Regions from separate parts of the Anser cygnoides genome. Here region 1 is linked to region 2. A link is a contact called in public Hi-C data. All regions are on one chromosome and are shown on one strand. The core of a region is the stretch at or near the end of the contact, and the rest is flanking DNA. Distances in the headings are between cores, read along the strand shown. Region 1 overlaps TOP1 (DNA topoisomerase I). Region 2 has its middle 19 kb from the start of MAFB.

Region 1 (4,940 bases), core at 1,118-3,617, 210 kb after region 2:
AAAGCACTTCTACTCATCAAATAGTGTAGCTATGTAAGAATAAACTTTGCTAGGGACAAGAACAGGGTGATTCTTATCTTCTTTTCTTAAGAGACTACTCCTGACTTTCCTCTCTTCCGTGCTAGGAGCTTTTTAAGCTGTGTGCTGATGCTGGCAGTTCTGACTTGCTGTTTTATTTTATTCTGCTTGGTTAATGGAAGCATATTAATGGATTTCATTCTCTGACTCTTATTTATGCAATTACAGGAGAATGTGTTACGTCCTGGGAATCCCTGGAAACACATGTTTCTGTTCACATTGATTTTTTTTTTTTCATTTTTGAATGCAAATAGTGGGTTGAAACTTCATTGTTGCCTCTCAGTCGGGAGCCCTTTGGCATGTGTAAGAAGCAGCTCTTAATTTAGCCTTTCTCTACTGATCAAACATGTATTTTCATGCTTTGTAAGGCTTCCCCACTCTTGTCCTTTGTGTAGTGTGTTCTAGTGCAATTGTTCTTGCAGTGATTTTGTGTTTTTTAACTCAATGACTAAGATATGCTGCAGAATAGTTGTATGTGAACATGCCACCTTTTTCAGAAGAGGCTGTGGAGAAGGCACTGACAGTTCATTAGACTTGCTGCTGTCTGCTGTTGGGTTGCTGCAGAATACATTCAGTATAGCAATGTAAGGTCATCGTCCTTTTGTAACACAGAGCATCTCAATTATTTAAGCGTTAATTGCTGATAATCAGAGAATTTAGTATTTCCCTAGCAGGTGAAAATATTTGGTGCACAGAAACTGAGTGATTAATCCAGCTGGGGGAAAAAAAAGGGCTCAAAACAAGTGTATTGAAGAATATCTGCCCTTCCCTTTCTGAATAAGCTCTCACAGCATGTCTTGCTTATCAACCCAACTTCTGCAGGTTTGTTTAGATTGATGAAATGCCAGCAGTGACATTTGCTTCAGGTTAACTTCATTCATGTCCCTGAGGCCTCAGTCACACAATATAGGAATGATCAGTCTGTGTTTGTTTTTTTTCTGGCCTCCTTAACCTATCCATGATAAGCTTTAAAGTTTTGGAAGGATAAACGAGTGTGCAGCTCAGCTTGCAGACTTGGTGCTGTGCCACTGTGCTCTCTCCCTGTTAGCACTTCTGTCACATTGTTTACCTTTCTTCCTTAGATTGAAGTTGCCCTGGGGTTTCGGTGGAGCAGAAGGTGCGTTAATCTTGTTTTGCAAACTTTGTATTTTAAAAGCTGTGTAAGATCCTTGCTTGCATAATAAAACTTCACTGGGGAGAAAGTGGAACTTCTCAATAAGTTCACAGGAATTATTCTATTCCTATAGATAGAGGCTGGAGACATTTCTTCAGCAATTTATCTATTTATCGGATTACAAGATTAATGAAGAATGCAGCAACTAAGGGGTCTGTCTTGTTCTGAAGCCAAGTATCCCAGCAAAATCCTTTTAAGGAAAAAAACACAATATCTGTCTGCCCCTCTGGTGTATCTTGCCTCAGATAACTGAAAAAAGTGTGGAGAGGGGCTGTAAGGTCATTGGCTTTACTCTTCCCATCAAAATTAGGCAGTTTTCAAGCTTTAGGAAAGCAGAAGCGCAGGATACCAAGTGGTCGGTTCTGGCTCAGACCAGATGTTTGCTTGGTGGACTACTTTGTGAACAGGAGAGGAGGATGCAGCAGTTCTTTGTCTTGGAAGAACTACCCGGGAAAACAGGTTGACTCAAATCTACTTAGTGTTGATATATGTCTTCATTTGAACCCTTGGAAAAGGGAGAATGCACTTTGCTGGAGTCGGTTTATTATTAAGTTACTGCCTTAGGATGAACTGTTTGCTTATTCTGTTGTACTTTTCCAGACTCTGTTCTCAATGAAGCTTTCTTGTCTCTTTCCTCTATTTTTTCCCTTGTATGTTTGGAAAATAAATAATGAGTATATGAAGCTTCCAACCAAGAGCTGCTTTCCACTTGTGTTTAGTCAAAATTGATTTAGATGTTTGGCAGTAAAGCATAAAATTCGTGTCTTACTATAGTTTATGAAGGAAAACAGAGAGGTTTCTTTAAACACTGTTAAGAAAGTGTCAGCCTCCCTGGACTGGTGCACCTGATTCAGTGATACACCTGAAGCAAAGTAAGTTTGTGATAGCACAGCAACTGTACTTCATTTGAATTAGACTTCAGAAAGGGTTTTGAGTATTTAGAAATAGCTTTGATATCTATTTAGAGTCAGAATAGGCTGTCTAGTGTACAGGCACATCTGTGTAATAATAAAATGCAAAATATTATTGTGTAAATAATAAAATACATAAAAGTACACAACAGGCCAGAGAGAATCCGCAGCAGTGTTGATTGCGGAGATGCCTTTCAACACTGTAGGTAAAGGATTGCACGTGAAGTTGATTTTGAAAGGTGTACATGTTCTTTTAATTATGGCACTAAAAACGAGGAATTGGAAGCCCAGCAATCTTGTTTTGCTGTCGTAGTGGTTTACCTCCTTTCTTGGCACAAACTGAACGCCTGGTCCTGCTTCTTTCACTGAATGTCACACTTAGGAAGCATTGCTTGCCCAAACTGTATTTCAGTCAGATCAGATGATGATGTTCTGGTGAATTACTCTGATCGAGGTAATGGCTATGGGGGTCTCAAATCCTGGTCTCGGTGTTTTAGTCACTCTCATTTCAGGACTCCAAATATTTTGCAGCCAGCTATTGGAGAAATAAAACAGCACAGCAAACAGACCTGCAATACCTTTCCAGGGTAAATGTTTTATGTGTATTCTGTAGTTGCGTAAATAGGGCCATTAGGCCAGTAAGTGACTTATCCCGTTTCAGATGGGAAGTTTATTTTAGATTATGGTTTTGTGTTCCAGAGTATCATCCACAATACCGTCATCTGTCTGTAAAACACCTTCTGGGTATGTTTGGTATGGTTTTTGTTGTTTTTGAGACTTCTAGCTGCATACAGATGTTGTCCCTGATACCTGGATGCAATTCTGTTTTCTGTACAATAGTTTTTCTTCCCCTTTTTTTCAGCTACAGCAATGACAATCCACTTAAACAAAGTCCAGAAACAGTGTAATCAATTACTGGAACACCATGATCATACTGTGACTTTCTCCAACTGCAATACAAACATTGTAGAAAAATATAAAGCTCTTCCACACTGGTCTCTGGCCTTGCAGAGAGATCTTGACAAATTAAAAGAGCTGGGCAATCACTAATTGCATGAAGTTTAACAAGACCAAGTGCCACATTCAGCACCTGGGATGGGGCAACCCTGGCTGTACGTATAGATGAGGACGAGAGGCTGGAGAGCAGTCCCGCAGAAAGGGATCTGGGGTTTCTGGTCAATGCCAAGCCAAATATGAATCGGGAGCATGCCCCAGTAGCCCAAAAGTCCAACCCTGTCCTGGGGTGCCTCAGGCACGGCATGGCTAGCCTGGCGAGGGAAGGGATTCTCCTGCTCTGCTCTGCGCCAGTGCGGCCTCACCTCGAGCACTGTGTGCAGTTTTGGGTGCCACAACATAAGAAGGACTTAAAATTATTAGAGAGCCTCCGAAGGAGGGCTACAAAGATGGTGAGGGGTCTGGAAGGCAAGTTGTATGAGGAGTGGCTGAGGTCCTTGGGTTTGTTCAGCCCAGAGCAGAGCAGGCTGAGGGGAGGCCTCATGGCGGCCTGCAGCTCCCTCACGAGGGGAGCGGAGGGGCAGGCGCTGAGCTCTGCTCTCTGGGGACGGCAACAGGACCCAAGGGAACGGCACGGAGCTGGGACAGGGGAGGGTCAGGCTGAGTGTTAGGGAAAGGCTCTTCACTCGGAGGGTGATCAGGCACTGGGGCAGGCTGCCCAGGGCAGTGGTCAGCGCACCAAGTCTGCTGGAGTTCAAGAAGCGTTTGGACAACGCTCTCAGACACATGGTCTGATTTTTGGGTGGCCCTGTGAGGAGCCAGGAGCTGGACTTGATGATCCTGATGGGTCCCTTCCAACTCAGGACAGTCAGTGATTGATCAGGAGGGATTATTGTATGTGCCTCTTGAAATTGTAAATCAAAACATGTAAATTCAAGTGACTTGCCCAAAGCCATAACCTGTCTGACAGAGAGGATCCCCATCCCCTGTGCCTCAGACTGTCCAGCTTTCTGCACATGGCTGCCCTTGTGAGCCCTATGGGTTCTTCAAATGGGTTTCTGCATCTCCACACAGTAGCTCCTTTCTCAGATGGATGGTTTATAAATTGACCAGAGCCTCACAAAGCAACCTTTACACACGTGGAATTGCAGTTATTTGTTTAGGTAACCTGCCAACCACATCACTGTTCATGTTAAAGATCTTTGATATTGACTGAGCGTTACAATCTTTCTACTTCCAAGTGTAATCTATATGTTGTCAAAGTTGCTCCAACACTAAACTGTTGTGATCAGATGCCTGAGGCAAAAGTACATATTCTTTGCCAGGAATATGAAGAGTGTTTTAGACACCTTGAACTACGTTCACGTGTTTGAGCATTCATAGCCCTTCCAGGCATCATTTAACCAACTGAACCTTAATGAATCAAATGGTAGTCTTTTATACCCTGCATATGGGAAATTAGAACTCAGAAGTAATATGATTTAGTAAAATAAATGGTAACAAATGGTAAAATTTGACTTATAAAACTGGAAGGTAAGAGGCCTTTTTCTGATCATCTACACTTCAAGATGACTGCTTCTGGGAAGAGCCTGGGAGGAGGAGAAAAATCTGTGAAATTGTTTCATTGAGGTAATACGGGGTCTTTTTGCTTTGCTTACTGTTATGTCACTACAAATGAGAAGGAAATTAGGCTAAACTGTAAAAATGCTGTAGTTGTGTAGTAAATGGTCTAAGAGGTGTTTCAGCTGTAAAGAGACCACCAATTTCTCAGGTGAGGACGGCTCTTGAGAGAAGATTTCAGTTTGACCAGTTTTTGAAACTAA
Region 2 (5,002 bases), core at 2,092-4,591:
AGCAGCAGACACCCGTGCAGGGTGAGGAATCAGTGCCTGTGCTGCCAGGGGCAGGGTGATGTGTGAGCCTGCTCCGTGGTTCCTTTAGGCTCTGGCAGACCTAGAGCTGCAAAGGGCTGGGAAGTTGCTATTGCCGATGCCTCGTGCCTGCTACTAACCTGCCCTGGGTTCGCTTGCAGAATCCTAAACTCTGTGCAGCGAAGTTTAAAGATGCTCGATCTAGGAGCAGTGCTTAACAGAGAAATGTAGGGATAAAAGATTCAAACCTTGCAAAGCTTCAGAGGCAGCTATGTGCTGTGCCTTTGCCTTACCTACACAGCTTGGAAGAGCCCCTCCATGCACAGGCTTTTTAGGACCAGAACATTGCCAGGTGTAGTGGAGTCCCAGTTCATGCTAACTCACAGCCATGGTGCTGCAGTCCTGTTGCTAATAAACCAGTTAAAGCCAGAAAAGATGCCTTTACCTGCTGCCAGCTCCTGTAATAACGTGTCCTAAGTGTGTTTTCTTCTTGCTCTTTCAAGTCATGCACGCACAAGTTACTTTACAAAGTGGTCTCTTGTCTGAGCCTCACAAACTTGTTTTACTTATAATGAGTCTTAGATTCTAGCGAGGACTGCCAGAGGGGAAGCAGGGTTATGCTGTATTGCACCACAGAAACCACCCAACTTAAGTGGATTACTCTTTTTGCCATGGGCTGACTTGCTTATGCAGGTCTGCTTTGTTATCAAGCGTCTGTTACGACACAGGAAAAAGTACTGAAGTGAGCAAGGCCTGTTCTGTCATCTGGATTATCCACTCTGCTTCCCCGTGGGAGCTTTAAGGAAAAACTCTTCTGCATGGGCCCAGGAATCCTTGTCCTGAAAAACCTAACTATGAGAGAAGAGACCGACGGCCTCCGTCCTTACAGAGAGCTTGGTGGTGGCCTGGAGCTACTTGAACAATGCTCATAGTCCTTCGGTTGGCAATGCCCCAGATAAGATGAAGTTGGGTGCTGACCTGCAGGCTGTGAGGATCCACTGGCTCCTCTCTTGTCAGCTGAGTTAGTGACAGTATTTCTCTTCTGCTTAATTTCACTTTAGAATTCTAAATTTTAGATTAAATTTAGCGTGCCTAGATCTTTCGCAGTCAGTCTGCAAGACTCGGGCTAGGGTTAGAGGAAGCTCCTTTTAATCCTGTCTTCTGGGTGTGGGTTTTCCCCAAATCTCATTTCCTATTGTAAGTTTGAATGGGCTCTGACTCCAATTAGCCTAACACGATCGAAACAGAGGGCTGAGGTTCAGAGGATGTGTTTCAGTGGCAGAGTTATCATAGCTCAACGCTGGGCAAAGGAGCCCTATCTTTCCTGCCTCCACACCTCCCTGCCCCTCCAAGAATTGGGATTTTCATTCCTAAAACATAAGCTTTGGTTAAAAGCAGTTTCCGGGCTCTTCCCTCCTGCTCTCTGGATTTTCACATTCTCTCCACATCCATGGATAGTGGAAACCTCTTCATTAATGCCAAGATTGGTATATACATGACTCCAAGGTCTAAGATCTTAAGAAAAATGCCAAGTGTCATGAGACTCCCCATAAAATCATGACAGTTAGCTAGCTGAATATGCAAAGAGAAGTCTTGTACTCTTTCTTTAAAGTTATTTCTATTTTGGAGTAAGGAATCCTAGAAAGAAAAAAGAGCAAAGTGCCCTCAAAAGACCCTTGTGTCATGCAGCATAATAAAACTGCCAGCTTTGCTCCCCCAAAGAGAGGTAGCCTTTGAAGATGCAGTCCATCAGACAATACACCAGTCTGCAAAGGTATTGGAAACTCTTCTTGGCAAAGCCAGGAGCTGCAAGCTGAAAACTCAGTTTGTAAAATGGGAATGATCGAAATGCATCAACTTTAAAGTATGTTCTATAACACTTCAGACAAATAAAGGAACCCTTAAAAAGAAAGGGCAAAATCAAATGAGGAATCCAGGCTGTGACTGGTTGTCCTCCAGTAATGTTGAAACCTGGCTAAATTTAGAAAAAGAGGCCCTGAAACTTCTCCTGAATAGAACTGGTGTTTGTACCTTGAAATGATGCTGAGAGTTTCACTTTTCATTACAAGCAGGTTACTTAGGTTTCTCAAGGAATGTAAGCACTCTTTAAAAAAAAAATGTAATTTTGTTAGCTGTAAAATGACTGTGGTGGCAACATGTGCTAGGGAGCAGCCCTTGCTCTCCCCATGCAGGGACCTGCGACCATTCACATCCATCAGTGGAACATAGCAGGTGCCTGCATGGATGAAAAACAGGACAGGGTCCTATTTTAATTCCCAGGGCTAACCTCCTCCATTGACCAGGGATGCTCAGAGAGCTGTTAAATTGACTTTGTATTTTTTTTTTCATTGAAAATAACAATCTTCTCAACATCACAGACCTCTGTGGCCAATTTAATCCCAGTAATGCAGCTCCTCTGATTGCTGGGACCGATCCCGATGAGGTACTGTGGGGCCAGCCCTGCTTTGCAAGGTGCCTCTGCAAGGAAAAGAGCTGTTAACCTGAATTACTTGGCAGCACTCAGAAATTCTAGCAGGTAATTGTCGCAGGGCAGTCAGTCGCACTTGGCCCCCGTGGCTGCACGAGTTGCTCCAAGAAACTGCAGTAGCTCTGATCACAAATTACTGTGATTTGTCAGCTGTAATACAAGCCCAGCTATGGTTTTGATGCTTTTGCCAGCAACATGTGAAAGAAAATATTTGAGTGAAGCGGTCTAAGCCAGGTTGGGTAAAGAAAATGGGCAGTGGGGGGGGAGCCAACCTGACCTACCCAGATTTATTTCATGCAGTGGTGAAACCAGCCCACTGCCTGGATTTAAGACCAGTGGCTGTATTTAATCTGTTTGAATAACTTTGGATAGGTGTTGGGCTTCTTTCCTCTGGAAATTATAATCCAATCCTGCGTACCATGTAAATAATTTAATAACCTCCTGTAATATCTCTCCTCTTGGAGCAATTACACATAACACTGGAAACACAAGCACGTCTCTGACAACAAAAGCATCCTTTGGAGAAGAATTGCCATAGTTTGAACAGTAAGATTTTTTTTTTTTTCGCAGATGGAGACCAGAGCAATACCACTTTGGGTGGGAAGCGGGAACTCCACACTGGTTCCCTTCATAGGTTACTGCTGGAAAACTTGAACAGCATTTTTTGCTTCCAGGTTGGAGCTTTTGAGGCCCACTGAGCTCATCTGATGAAAAATGTCAGATAATTGCAAATGCAATGGTAGTCACATTCATTCTAACAGTGTGTATAACTATGACTATATATATATAATTATATAGAGTTATCTAGTTGTATATATGGTTAGGTGTAAATAGAGTTACAAATATGTTTTCAATAACCCAGTAGTTAAGTAAATTCCTGTTGAAAGTTCTAGCCTTGCAGTAAGACCTTGGAGAAGGACAACCACGTTTACCCCTGTGCCTCACAAGAGCCCATTGCAGAATTGGGTCCATTTTTCTAATGGACTTCTTTATGAACCTGTGTCCTCCAGTAAGGATCAGAAAGGACGGTACTTCGGTGTGCATTCATTTGAGCTTTTCTTCCTCCTGAATCTGCATATGCTGTGTGACAAGGAGGCCTGCTGAAGGTTAATTGTTACTCTAGGATATTATGTGCCTTCTCTCTTGTTAATTTTGGGGGCAGGGTGTGGAAAGGATATCCCTGGTACTTGAACCTTGCTGGAAATATCTGGATGGTTGCTTAAAACAAATGTTTGCCTTACAAGAAAAAAACAGTCCAAAGGTATTCCTCTTTTAAACAAAACTTGCATAAAAAGCCACAGATTTTACCTGCTGCTGTTTGTGTTCCTGTAGCCCTGAGAAGAGGTCTGAGTCAGGAACCTCTGTGACTTTTTGTTGGGTTGTTTTAGCAGAAGCCTCATTCCTTTACTCTCCACCAATGTCAGAGTCCCTCTGCAGCATAAAACCTTGGTTAAGAAGATCCAAATTACCCCCTTAACTCCAAGGACACAAGGGAAATGAGTGAATGGAAGAGGTCTTTCATTTTCCAAACTTTTTTTTTCTTTTTTTTTTTTTTGATTCTCCTGGTTAGCAGAGAATACTAGCTAGAGAATAGCCCATACTGCCTGCACACCTCTTGGGAGGGAAGGGAAGAGGAGAAGGCAGGGAGAAGTGCATCCTCCGCCAGTACCCAGGGGCCTGGCTGATGCAGGAATTTGATTTTTTATTTGAAGATCCCTGATGATATTTTCAAGCAGGGGATGGAGCAGAGGATTTACCCATCCCAGCTGAGATGGATCAGCAAGGCGAGTGCAGCCGAGCTCCTAGCCCCAGCCGAGGGCTGTGCAGTGCTGCTGGAGGAAGCAGAGCCATCAGGTTCCCCTTCACTGACTGATGAGCTGCCTGCGAGTGTCTGGCAGGTTCATTTCCAACCCCATCCTTTTAATTCTATCTCCCCTTTCTTCCAAATGAACCACCAGAGAGTAAGTACTTGAGGGTTTCTACCCAATTACACCTCCTTTTAACAGCATTAGGAAACCAGGGAGCTGCTCTATACCTAGCCGAGGTGGAGGGAATATTTAGCATCTAAGAAATGTCCATGACCTTCTGGATGTAAGGTGGCAGAGCAGCCCATGCTGTGCTACATCTAATATGCATATTCATGGCTCGTTTATTCATGAAAGAAATGACTGGATTAGCAATAGTTTGGAGGACACTGATCATGGAGCTGAAATACATACAAGTTGCTCACAACTTAGAACTCCATCATCTCTGTAATAAATTGGTAACCATTGTAAATCCTTGCATATCGGTGTTGTTATTGGAAATACTATGTTGTATCTTATTGGATTGGAAACACTTCACAGCTATCAACCTGTCAATTATTTTAGCACAACACAAGGTTTTTCATGATGATAGATGGTGATTCTAAATAATTTTTATAAAGTATTTCTACTTACCGTGGTGTCAGGAAGCCTGCCTGCCTGTGAAATATTGTGATTTTTGAAGCACTCACCT

The links. A called contact is a pair of places that touch in the nucleus more often than the background predicts.
Region 1: a contact with region 2 is called in a Hi-C map of liver, with 1.8 times the contacts expected there. The contact joins two enhancer-like sites. A contact is called at or near these places in 2 of 7 Hi-C or Micro-C datasets (both in liver).

The regions. Positions count from the first base shown.
Region 1 is chr16:14,237,719-14,242,658 of Taihu_goose_T2T_genome, forward strand. All of the region lies in intron 2 of TOP1 (DNA topoisomerase I), which reads left to right. Among named protein-coding and RNA genes, the nearest start is that of TOP1, 23 kb to the left of the region's middle. Within about 2 kb of position 2,368, at least 1 of the 3 cell types and tissues checked has open chromatin away from gene starts, as enhancers often do. A contact at or near this core is called in liver, where this site is marked.
Region 2 is chr16:14,021,865-14,026,866 of Taihu_goose_T2T_genome, forward strand. No RefSeq gene overlaps it. Among named protein-coding and RNA genes, the nearest start is that of MAFB, 19 kb to the right of the region's middle. Within about 2 kb of position 3,342, at least 2 of the 3 cell types and tissues checked have open chromatin away from gene starts, as enhancers often do. A contact at or near this core is called in liver, where this site is marked.